Regions from separate parts of the Mus musculus genome. Here region 2 is linked to region 1. A link is a contact called in public HiChIP or PLAC-seq data. All regions are on one chromosome and are shown on one strand. The core of a region is the stretch at or near the end of the contact, and the rest is flanking DNA. Distances in the headings are between cores, read along the strand shown.

Region 1 (5,320 bases), core at 1,080-3,579:
GAAGGGGGGAAATAACAGGCCTCAGAGAACAGATGTTTGAATGACACCCACTTTCATTCTGATTGCCTATCCTAGGCTATGTCTCGGGACCAGTATACTTCAAGAAAAAAGCGGAGGGGGGGGGCAGACTAAGAGCAAAAGATGAAGATGACAAGTCCCCTAGAGAAGGTTCTGGCTGACTGAAAGATGAGCCAAGCAAAGACTCAGAGGTTGAGAAGGAGCCAAATACAAAGGTTGGAAGGGAGATCAGAAATCCAAAACCCTGTCAAAAAAAATCGGCTGGCATGGGCCTGAATGGGGCAATACAGGAAAGCTAAATTTCACGTCACAGATGGCTGAACAGTTCTCAGTCTCTGCGAGCAAATGAGCAACATTCAAGGCATAAAAGCTCTCAAACGGTTTACAGAACTATCAAGAATTGGGTGAGTGCTAACCAAAACCTCTGTGGTTCTCAGCCGGTGGTCACTAAGGGGCTTCCTTATGCCTTCTTCATGACTTCTCTCAACATTGTGTCACATATATAAAGCCAGAGGGTCGGAGTCCCTAGAAGGTCAACTACTGAATTTTGGAACTACAAGAAAGAATCACAACAGAAATTCCTGGACACACAGACTCCTTGTCAGTGACTTTTAAGTGAATCAAAGGGAAATGGCTTTAAATTAAACAGTTATATAGATATAGCCCACCAGAATACGTAATTTAAAACTGGTATAAGCTCCTTCAAAACTGGGACTTCCAATCTGATATGGGGAAAGGCCATACATAGACACGTGTTGGAGGGCGAGGGGCGGTTCTCCTTGGTCCTCACTAAAAGCTGCAGCACTACAGAAACCAGTTACCTAAAATGAGAGGTTTGCATTTGTTAGGCTGAATGTATCTATAATCTAGAATTCCACCACAAACACAGAAGCTTGCCCTTCACGGGAGTCATAGCAATCATTCTTATTTCAAAGACCATGGCTGGCCGCGCAGTGTAAGTTTCAAAGCACTTCTGCAGAATAATTCTGCCCAAATAGTTACAACAGATCCACAAAATCGTCCGCGGAAGTACAGAAATCTGTTTCTGAAGGATCGTTGGTGGTCTGAGCACCAAGAGTGACTCTTCTTCAACGAGCCTCTTGTAAAAAATAGGTATACATTTGATCAATGCCTGAACCTTTTGCAAAATGCAATCAATTATTTTAAGTACCTCATTCCCAAAAGGAAGGGAGGGGAACCTGTTATGAGCAACGGGGGAACGCTATTTTGACACAGAAATTGCTTCAAACTCTCAGGTCATTCCTTGCACTTAAGACAAAGTGAATACTAGCAACGGGAAGCCCAAAACATCCACAACATCCCACTGAACAGGTCTCTTTTATGCTATCCTAACTACGCCATGTCTAGCTAAAGGAAGCGTGTTTGTGGGACCACCAGGAAGCATTTACAACTTGTCCAGGGAGGAAAAATTAAAGATAAAAACGTGCCTCTTTCTTCACCGCCCACGATGCCTTCTCAAGAGACAGATTTCTGACAGTTCGCCCGCTGGTGCAACTGCTAAGGGCAAATAAAAGCCTGGCGGTGCTGCAAAGAGCCCACCACCCACCACCACGCGGTTAAGCGGCTCCAGACCCCGCCGCGGGCGGAGAGCCGCTGCCAAGCGCTTACCGGAGTCGGCCCAGCAGTGCCCGGAGAGGGCAGCCAGCAGCAAGAGTCCCAGCAGCAGCGGCCGCCGCAGCAGCACATCCTCGGACCGGCGGGCCTCGGAGCTTCTCACGCCCTGGCAACGCGCGGCGATCCCGCCCGCCCCGCAGAGCCCTTGCTCCCGGAGCCGGTCCCTGGGCTCCCGCGCTGCCGGCTCAGCTTCGCTCGGGCCCTGGGGCTTCGCCTCCTGCAGAGCCATAGGGACTGTTCATACATCCAGGCCGCTGCCTCGTTCCACACCGCGCCGGTGAGCCCAGCCCTCCGCGCACCGCTCCTCACCGGGCATCTCGGGCCATGGCCCGGGAGTCGGAGGGAGGCAGGAGGTGCGAGCTGCTCGCTCGTCCTGCCTCGGTGGGAGGCGGGCTCAATGGAGCCGCGGCTTCAGGCGCGCGGGTACCGGGGTTGCATGGGGGTTCCCACGGTGCGGCGAGGGTGGGACGGGCGGCGCCCCGGTCCCCTCCCCAGGGCCGGATGCTACACCTCGAGCGCGAGGCTGCGAGACACGGAGACCCGCGGACCTAGCTCGTGCAGCGTGCCGCCCGCCGCCGCCCCTGCGCCCAGGTCTCTATCTCTGTCGGTTCACTGGATCGCTAGGCTCTGGCTCCAGCCGCGAAAGCTACTGCAGCTCCGAGCGGCGCCTCATTGACAAAGAAAGCACGTAGCACAGGAGCGGGCAAGGGAGGCGAGGCAGGCGCGCGCGCGCATCCCCGCGCGAAACCACCGCGCGCCCCCAGCTCCCGCGCGCGGGGCTGAACCCTGCCCTGCGCTGGCGAGGTCCTCGTTGAGGGGGACTTTCCTCCGCCCAGGGTTCCCAGATCGTGAGAAGGAAAGGTAGGCTGGGATAGCCCTCTGACCGGAGAAGGGACTGGACACCTAGATACCTTCACGGTCGACGGTCAACGTGCTGAGAAAGCTAGGTGCTCAACCTGCATCTTGGAAAAGCTTTCCGAGGATGAGCGGAAGAGCTTGGTGCAGGTTGTTCACTGCTACTCTGGGGGGCTGGCAGACACCTGCCTGCCAAATTTACCCCCAAAGAACTAGAGCTGTTGTGCCCTATTTGCAATGAAACACTGAAGTAAATAAAACACGTTATAAACATTTGTTGCAGCCATACTATGAGAGAGGCAGTGCATTGAGCTTTGGGACAACTACAGGCATTTCCAAAAAGTCTTTCCCAAATAAGAGAGCTGACTAGTCAGTCTCTCTCTAGTAGGATGAAAGGGCAGAGTCAGCTGAGTTGTCCTTCTGCCCTTACCCTTGTTCTGCATCTGTACCCTTGAGCAGGCTATCTAGTTCGCAGGTGCTTCAAACTCCCTTCAGTCAATAAGTTGTCCACAGGATAGCAGCAAACCCAGCAGCACCCATTGCTTGCCAGCGACTGTGTCAGGGAAAAGCATTTGCACTGACCTGGCCCTGTTATATGCCGGGCCCTATTCCAGACACTTGGACAGGAGCCACAAACATAATCTCTGTAGGTAATAAATTGACTACCAGACAGTGCTTAAAAAGCCTCAGAGAAAATGGTAAGGTAAAATGCTGGAAAGTGGAGATGGAGGTATTGCAGCAGTAAACAGGAGGTAAAGAGGCTTCACTGAGAAGGTGACATGTGGGAGAAGACCAGAAGGAGGTCAAGGAACAAGGCAAGCTGAAGAAACAATCTAAAGAGATCCGTGAGGTCAAACCTCTGAGGCCGGCCTGGCCTGGTGTGTTCCAGGCCCAGCACAGCAAGCAGGGGGATGCTGAGAAATGGAAGCTGCTCTCTCATTCATCCTCTCTCTCTGTGTGTGTCTCTCTCTGTCTCTGTCTCTGTCTCTGTCTCTGTCTCTCTCTCTCTCTCTCTCTCTCTCTCTCTCTCTCTCTCTCTCTCTCTCTCTCTATTACACACACACACATACCACGATGGCCCATGGTTCTGGAGAAGGCTTGTCTCCCCCTCACCTGTGTCCGCAGGACGGCAGTTAGACTGCAAAGCAGGAGATGTATTTGCACACGCTAACTTCAGAGAGCAGGTGTGTCTTATCGTGCATTTCAGATCTGAACTGCAGTAGTGTGGGTTCTTAAAATCAGAAATGCTCAAAAAAATATGAAACACCTCTGTGCCATATCAGCACTCAAAAAAGTCCCAGGGCTGGTGAGACAGTTCATGGAGCGAGGCCACCTGCTACCAAGACCGGCAATCTGAGCTTGGTCCCTGGGACCTACCTACATGGTAAGACAAAAACAGCTCCTGAGAGTTGTCTTTTAATCTTTATCTCCATACTCTAAATGAATAAAGCAATAATTAAGACCTGGGGACGTGAACTCTGAATGACTTCAAATTTTCAGATCAGACACACTCATACACAGGTATCCCCAGACCCAGATGACTCTGAAATGTGCAGCCTTTCTGGCCCCAAAGCATTTTGGATGAGGGGTATTCATCCTTCCCTGGGGGGTTGTGACTGACCCTTGCCCTTTCGTTAAATGTACCGTACCGTTTGGAGTTGTTTTAAGAAACTTACAAGTCAGGGCAGTGGTTGTACATTCCTTAAATCCCAGCACTCAGGAAGAGACAGGCAGATCCCTGAGTTCAAGGCCAGCCTGGTCTTCAGAATGAGTTCCAGGACAGCCAAGGCTACACAGAGAAACCCTGCCCTGAGGAGGTTGGGGGGAGGAATGGCAAATGGTGATCCCTGAGAAGGAAATGGGGACTGGGATGACGGCCCAAAGTCTAGGCACGTTCTGACTGACAGACACAAAGACCACGTGTGCCCAGTAGGGGTGGGGAGGGAGGCAGGAGGGAGGGCTTGCAAAAGTCAACATGCTCATTCAACAACACAGTACATGGAGAAATGGGACAGGAGGAGGAAGGGACATTCAGGACTACTCGTGGGAGGTTCTGGATACATCTGGATTTTTCCTTAAAGAAAGGAAGAAGGGAAGAAAGGGAAGGTGACTCACCCTCAGGGGCACCCACCTGCATGACTCTCAGAGGAGCTAAGGACACCAACGAGGGGATGGCAAGGTAGAACACCAACCTTTCTAGCCACAGCTGCAGCCAGCTGTGAGATGGGTTGGATTAAGACAAAAAAGCCACACTTGCTGGCCCAAGACATAAAAAATCCAAATGGAAAGAGGACAGGATATAAAACAAGAGACACAAGACTCAGCCACATTCTCCATGACAGTTAAAAGAGGAAACACGGGCTCCTCTGCCAGAGGGTGGAGATACTCATATTCTGCCTTGTAAGTGGGATTCTCTCTGTGCTATTTCTTGCCAGACTTAGACATGACACAGATTGCTTTTCAGTCTCTGGTTGTTAGGTTAGAGAGGCTCTGTCCCCCCACAGGCTGGACTTGAGACCAGATACCATCACATCCCTCAAGAAGCTCACAGTCCAGTAAGCAAAGCAGGTGCACAGTGACCACGTTAGAACATGGTAAGCATGCGATGAAGATCTGTGAGCATCACCCGTCCCCATGGGAACAGAGGTATGAGCAGATCACCCCATCCCCCATGGAAACACGGGATATTTCCGCCTGCAATAGGGAAAAGATGTAAGAACACCTAAAGTGGAAGTTTTTCAGGCGCAGCAAATGGCCAGGAAGTCAAAAAAGGTTGCAGCATCATGGCAGGAAAGGGAAGGTATCTAGTGTG
Region 2 (5,320 bases), core at 810-3,309, 84 kb after region 1:
CAGTCATATTTTGTTTACCTAAAATACTAAGCTTAATCATGACCTGTTTAAACCTTATCGTTGCTCATTGTATAAAATTAGCACTGCACTTGCAAACCTAAGCAGAATCTAGACTTATTAAACATATGGTGAGACTTGCCCAGTTTCTGAAATAGTAAATGTGGATAAACATTTAAGGTATTTTTCTCGGTAAACAACAACAAAAAAGACCTAGAAATGTTTTCATAACCTGATCAGAAAGAAAAAAATCTTTAAAAATTTTTCAAACACCAGGCAATTAAAATCTGAAAATTAAGTTAAACTGTTTTTAGTACCCCCATTTGAGAGGCTGTAGTTTACGGGGGGGGGGGGGGGGGAGACCTAAAATAGAAAAATAAAAAACAGATCTCCAAACAACTCGGAGGTACATAGAAACGAAGACTGGTTTTCCAGCTAACTTTTCCAGCCCTGTGTACCAGAGAGATAACCAAAACAAAGTAGACCCGTAAAACCATGAGTTTCCCTGTAAACTGGGCCATAATCTGAAACCTAAGGGGGGCCGGGGAGGGGGGGGGGGGACCGGCTGCTGCTGCTGCTAATAGAAGCTCCTTATAAGCTGCGAACTGACAGGTGGAAAAACAAATTCGCCAGCAGCAGGCCAGCCAGAGGTTGTGAAAACACGGTTCAAGGACCGAACATGTTGTGACTACTCTGTAACAGGTCCAAGGTAATTTACGCACACACCCTTCAGCGCAATTCCTCCAGCACAGATAAGACTGGGAAACAACAGGCTTCCCCCAAGATCCACATACCATTTTACAACAGCCGTCTCCCCCCAGACAGGAAAACAGACATTCTGGTCCCGAGTCCTTTCCGCTGGTCTCCCCACAGCGCGAAGGGAAGAGGGCCGCCGCCGCCGTAACGAGAGAAGCCGGCAACAGCCCCGCCGCGCGGCCGCCACGCCTTCCTCCCGCCGCCGCTGGGGACGCGAAGCCTCGGATCACATTTCTCCTCCCCAACAATCACACGCACGCACGTCTCCAGAGTTGACACCCTCCAAACCCGCCGCCCCGCGACGCCGGTGACAGGGCCACCAAGCCTCCGCGGCGCAGCCACGGGGCTGGGCGCTCCGGCGGCGGCGTGCGTGCACGTTGGTCTTCGCTCCCATCAATGAAAGGAACGAGGTCTCCGTAGTGACGGCCTAGAGCCGCCGAGCCGAAACGGGGGGCCCCCGTGGGACCAAACAAAACTTCGGTTGCTGGGAAGAGCCGTTGCGCAACCTAGGCTTGGGGGAAGGCCCGGACAGCCCGGCGCGGCCAGGGCGGCTTCCCGGAGGCTGCGCCAAGCGCGCGCGGAAAGCACGCGCAGTCCCCGCGTACGGCCTCCTCGGGCCTGGCTTGGCGCCGGCCTTCGGGAACCGCCCGGGCCGGCCGCACTGGACAACCGGGCGGGAACGGAGAGCCGTCGCTCCGAGGGTTCCCCCGGCCCCCGAGGCCCCGCGACGGCGCCGAGCTACCCGCCCTTGCCTGGCTTCCTTACCTTCCTAGAGGCCCGCGCTCTCCCCGCTTCGGGCGGCCGCAGCCCTGAGCATGTCCGGGGTGGGTCGCGGGGGCCGTGCGGGGACCCGGAGCCAAGCGCTTCAGCAGGCGGCGCCACCCAGCCGGGGCTCAGCCCCTCTCGGCGGCCGCTGCCATCTTGTCCTGGCGGCTGAGAGGAAACGGCGAAACACCCTCCCCCGACCGCTGCTGCTGCTTCTCTGGCTGCCGATCGCCGGGCCCGTCTCCCTCATCTTCCTTCCCGGGGACCTGGGGTGGGGACCGCTCGACTGGGGAGAGGGGCAGTGACAAGCCGGCGGGCCACCGGGGCCTACGGGCAACAAGGGATGCAGGGCCCGCGGTGCTGAGGGCCCATTTCCCCGGAGTTGAGACGAGGACGAGGGCTGCTTGCGAGGCCGCGTCGCCCGGGGCCTGCGGCTCGGACTCCTCGGGGCGCCGCGCTGCCGGCAGTCGTCACCCGGGCAGCTGCGGCAGGCCGCCCCGATATCGGGCCCCTCCTCCGCGCGCCCGCCGGCCTCGGCCGCCGCCTCCGCAGCGCCACCGCCCGCTCGGCCGCTCTGAGCGCCGAGCCCGGGCGGCCCCGCTCGGGTAGGGCCGCGGCGCCTCCGCGAAGCCCCTCCCCAGGGTCCGCCTGCAGCCGCGCCCTTGACGCTCGCAGCCCGCCAGGCGGCCCGCGCGGATCCAACCCTGAGCTCTCACGCCATCCCCTCCAAGAGGAACGGCTTCCGTCAGCCCTCCTCTGCAGTTCTGAACCTGACTCCGGGCCCAAAAATACACATTTAAGGGACAATCCTAATACCCAAAGGGGTTCAGATGCGGAAGCAGGATTCCACAGGCCTTTCCAGGTTACCCCATCCTAATTCTCTTCCCACCCCTTTAGAATCTGTTTCTTGGCATCTTAGGAGTCTAAAAACGCAGAAAGAGAATGAATAATCTAAGCCTAAAATAGGTCCTTCTCGCTCCCCCATTCCAAAACAGCAGGAGACTTGTCACACCACGTCAAAGAATGAGGGACGGACTCTCTTGGAAGTTTTCCAAGTGCACCACCACAGTGGTTGAGAAGCTGCCCACCTCTACGTTGATAATTCTCCATCGAGTTAGTTCCACACCCAAGCTAGTTTCTTCGCTCCTGGAAACTAGGAAATCGACAGAATGGTCCATTTCCACCCACGTAACCATAGAACCATGGAATTTGAGATGAAAGAATCTTACTGATGCATAGTCCAAACTCTTATGCTAAGACAAGGGTTTAGACAAGTTTCGATGACGTGAGCAAGGTTAAAGAGCAAAGCTTTAGTCTCCACCCCTCTCCCCTCCATCTATCTCTCCAGAAAGCATCTATCTTCGAAGCAACCCATCATTCAGTAAACCTATTTTGCCACCTGTTTCGTCTGGGTTCTAAACTAATATTTAACGTTTCCGCAACGCAAGCACCTCTGTCTCTATAATGGAGATGTCCTTTGCTTTCTTCCTTTACTAGAAGGACTGAGCTTGCCGATGTTATTTCTCCACACATATTCTCCATTGCAGCAGCTGGGGCTAAAGGGAGGGTCAACTCGCTGGGTAGATACTAGTCCTTTACCTATTGCCTTTCAAACTAGGACTGTGTAGAATGTCTTTAAAGGGGGAAAGGGTATCCCCTCGAGGCCACTGATAATCCTTTTTCCAGTGACCAGTGTTTTCTTCAAGATAGGAGTACAGTGAAGACTAAAGTAGAAAAGCTAATGACTGATTTTTAGAAAAGGTGTATGCATGAGATGGCCACAGTGATGCAAGTCTCTATTGCCAGCGCCGGGTAGATGGACAGAACCGGAAGAGGCTCGAGATTACCCTCTACATCCAAAAGGAGGGCAATGTCGGAGCCATTCTTTATTCTTTAGCATTTACATTGGATTTCTTTTAAGGCAATAATCTGAAAACCAAACACAAATTATTGCTAAAAAAAAGAGAGAGAGAGAGAGAGATAGAAATCTACACTAATAGAGAACTCTCTCCATTAGAATTTACTTTTCACAAGCAAGCATATCTTTTGCAAGCATATCTCTAGCCTCCTAATGGAAGACTTTCCTCATTTTGCTACATTTATGAAGAGGCTGGAAGTGAGCTCCCCACCCCCCTTCTGCTGAGTAGTTCACTCCACCCCACCCCCTTCCTATGAATTCCAGGAAGGATTTCTGTCACCTTTCTTTTAACCCTTGCCTTGCCAGTGACTAAATATAGTACCTAACTTAAACCTTCCCAGTAAAGCTTGCTAGATAAATAGACCCCCTCCTTAGGGAACCTATTGTGTCCTAACCTAATCCACTTCGTCTCTTCCCCCCCCAAATCCGTTCTGAGCTGGAACATACAGATGGTCTTTCAAAACCATGAAGTGGCCTTTGGTTGTTAAGTTCATATTTTTAGAAGGATGGTTCTAAATGGGGTGTAGTGGCTCACTCCTGGTCCCTAGTACTCCAGAGCCTGAGCTAGGACGATCTTGCAGAGTCCAGGACCATGGGCTTCATAGTGAGTGCCAAGCCATCTCAGAATACAGACTGACTTCCTCCCGGAGTGAGGAAAGACTAATCATCCTCTCGTAGTTTCAAATATGTTTAAATACAGGCTACTTCTGACAGAGAGACACAGGCCTGTGACTCAGGAGCCTGAAGCAAGAAAACCTCTAGTTCAAAACAGTCTGGGCTACACGGTGAGTTCAAAGCCCACCTGAGCCCTGTCTCAAAAAAGTTTTCCAGGTCCAGGGAGTCCTAAAATTAAGGGTTTAAAGTCAGCACACAAAAAGTTAACTCCAGTAAGTCCAGTGATGGGAAGAAGGCCTTTGGCTAGCCTGCCTCCTCCAGTTAGTGAGGCCCAGGCTCACTCAGGAGAGCTCATTGAGAACTGTCAATGGACAAGGCAGAAAGCCATTGAGCAGGGTAGGCTCAGAACTTCACTCCACGGCAAAGGAAGCCAGTGAAGAAGGGTTTATTTGGGAAGGTAAAAGTGCAATCAAAGAAGTCACTACAATCTTTGGATGAAAGAATACTCCGTGGAATCCATTTGTTTTTCTTTCTCCTTATTCTAATTTTTCTTCCAATAGCAGCCATCTCTATGAGAGTGAAAAGCCAAAATCACATTGGCCTAAACCAGTGCTGCCAGACCCTACCCTGGATTGGAGTACTGGAAACTCGCTATCTCCCAAGTCCTGTCCTTCCAGTCGGCCCTTCCTCGGGTTCCAAGGTTCCCTCCAAGTTCTCCCTCACTTCTTTTTCTGGTTTTTTGAGAGACAGGGTTTTTCAGTATAGCCTTGGCTGTCCTGGGACTCACTTTGTAGACCAGGCTGGCCTCAACTTTTTCACACCACTCTTGATTTTTCTTTCCCCCAGCCCCAGAGACTGAACCTAGTGCAAAGCACCACTCTACCACTGAGCAATATCCCAGTCCCTCTTCTATGTTTTATTTTCTGACAGGGTCTTACTAACCTGCCCAGGCTGACCTTGAGCTCTCTCCATAAATTAGGCAGGCCTTGAACTTGTAGCTTCCTTTCTCAGCAGCCTGTAACTAGTGTGATCGCAGTGGCTGTAATCACAGACCTGCACCAGGCCCAGCATAGCTTAGTATCTTTCCGTCTCTCCCAAGGGCCAGCCATTTTAGATACACTCATGTACATTTTCTGTCTTCTTCCAAAAGGAACATTTTTTTTGTCATTTGTCAGTTGTTTGATCCCCCACAGTCTAGAATAGAAACGCAATAAATATTTATAAAATGAAAGAATAGATTTTTCTATGTAAGCAGAAAGAAGCTGTTCA

What was found. HiChIP or PLAC-seq counts read pairs in DNA pulled down with a chosen protein or histone mark.
Region 2: an H3K4me3 HiChIP or PLAC-seq map of the SCID.adh cell line shows a contact between it and region 1, with 20 read pairs. The contact joins the promoter of Hipk3 here to the promoter of D430041D05Rik in region 1. A contact is called at or near these places in 3 of 39 promoter capture datasets (the SN4741 cell line, cranial neural crest and embryonic stem cells), 2 of 484 Hi-C or Micro-C datasets (both in embryonic stem cells), 2 of 115 datasets of contacts at active chromatin or transcription factors (the SCID.adh cell line and embryonic stem cells) and 2 of 9 other capture datasets (adipose tissue and liver).

What each region holds. Positions count from the first base shown.
Region 1 is chr2:104,408,282-104,413,601 of GRCm38.p6, forward strand. D430041D05Rik (RIKEN cDNA D430041D05 gene) reads right to left here and starts at 2,330. Exons shown (of 21, transcript NM_001368844.1): 1 at 1,648-2,330. The coding sequence starts at 1,882. Gm35606 (a long non-coding RNA gene) reads left to right here and starts at 5,242. Exons shown (of 3, transcript XR_374847.4): 1 at 5,242-5,320.
Region 2 is chr2:104,492,430-104,497,749 of GRCm38.p6, forward strand. Hipk3 (homeodomain interacting protein kinase 3) reads right to left here and starts at 2,060. Exons shown (of 16, transcript NM_010434.2): 1 at 1,519-2,060.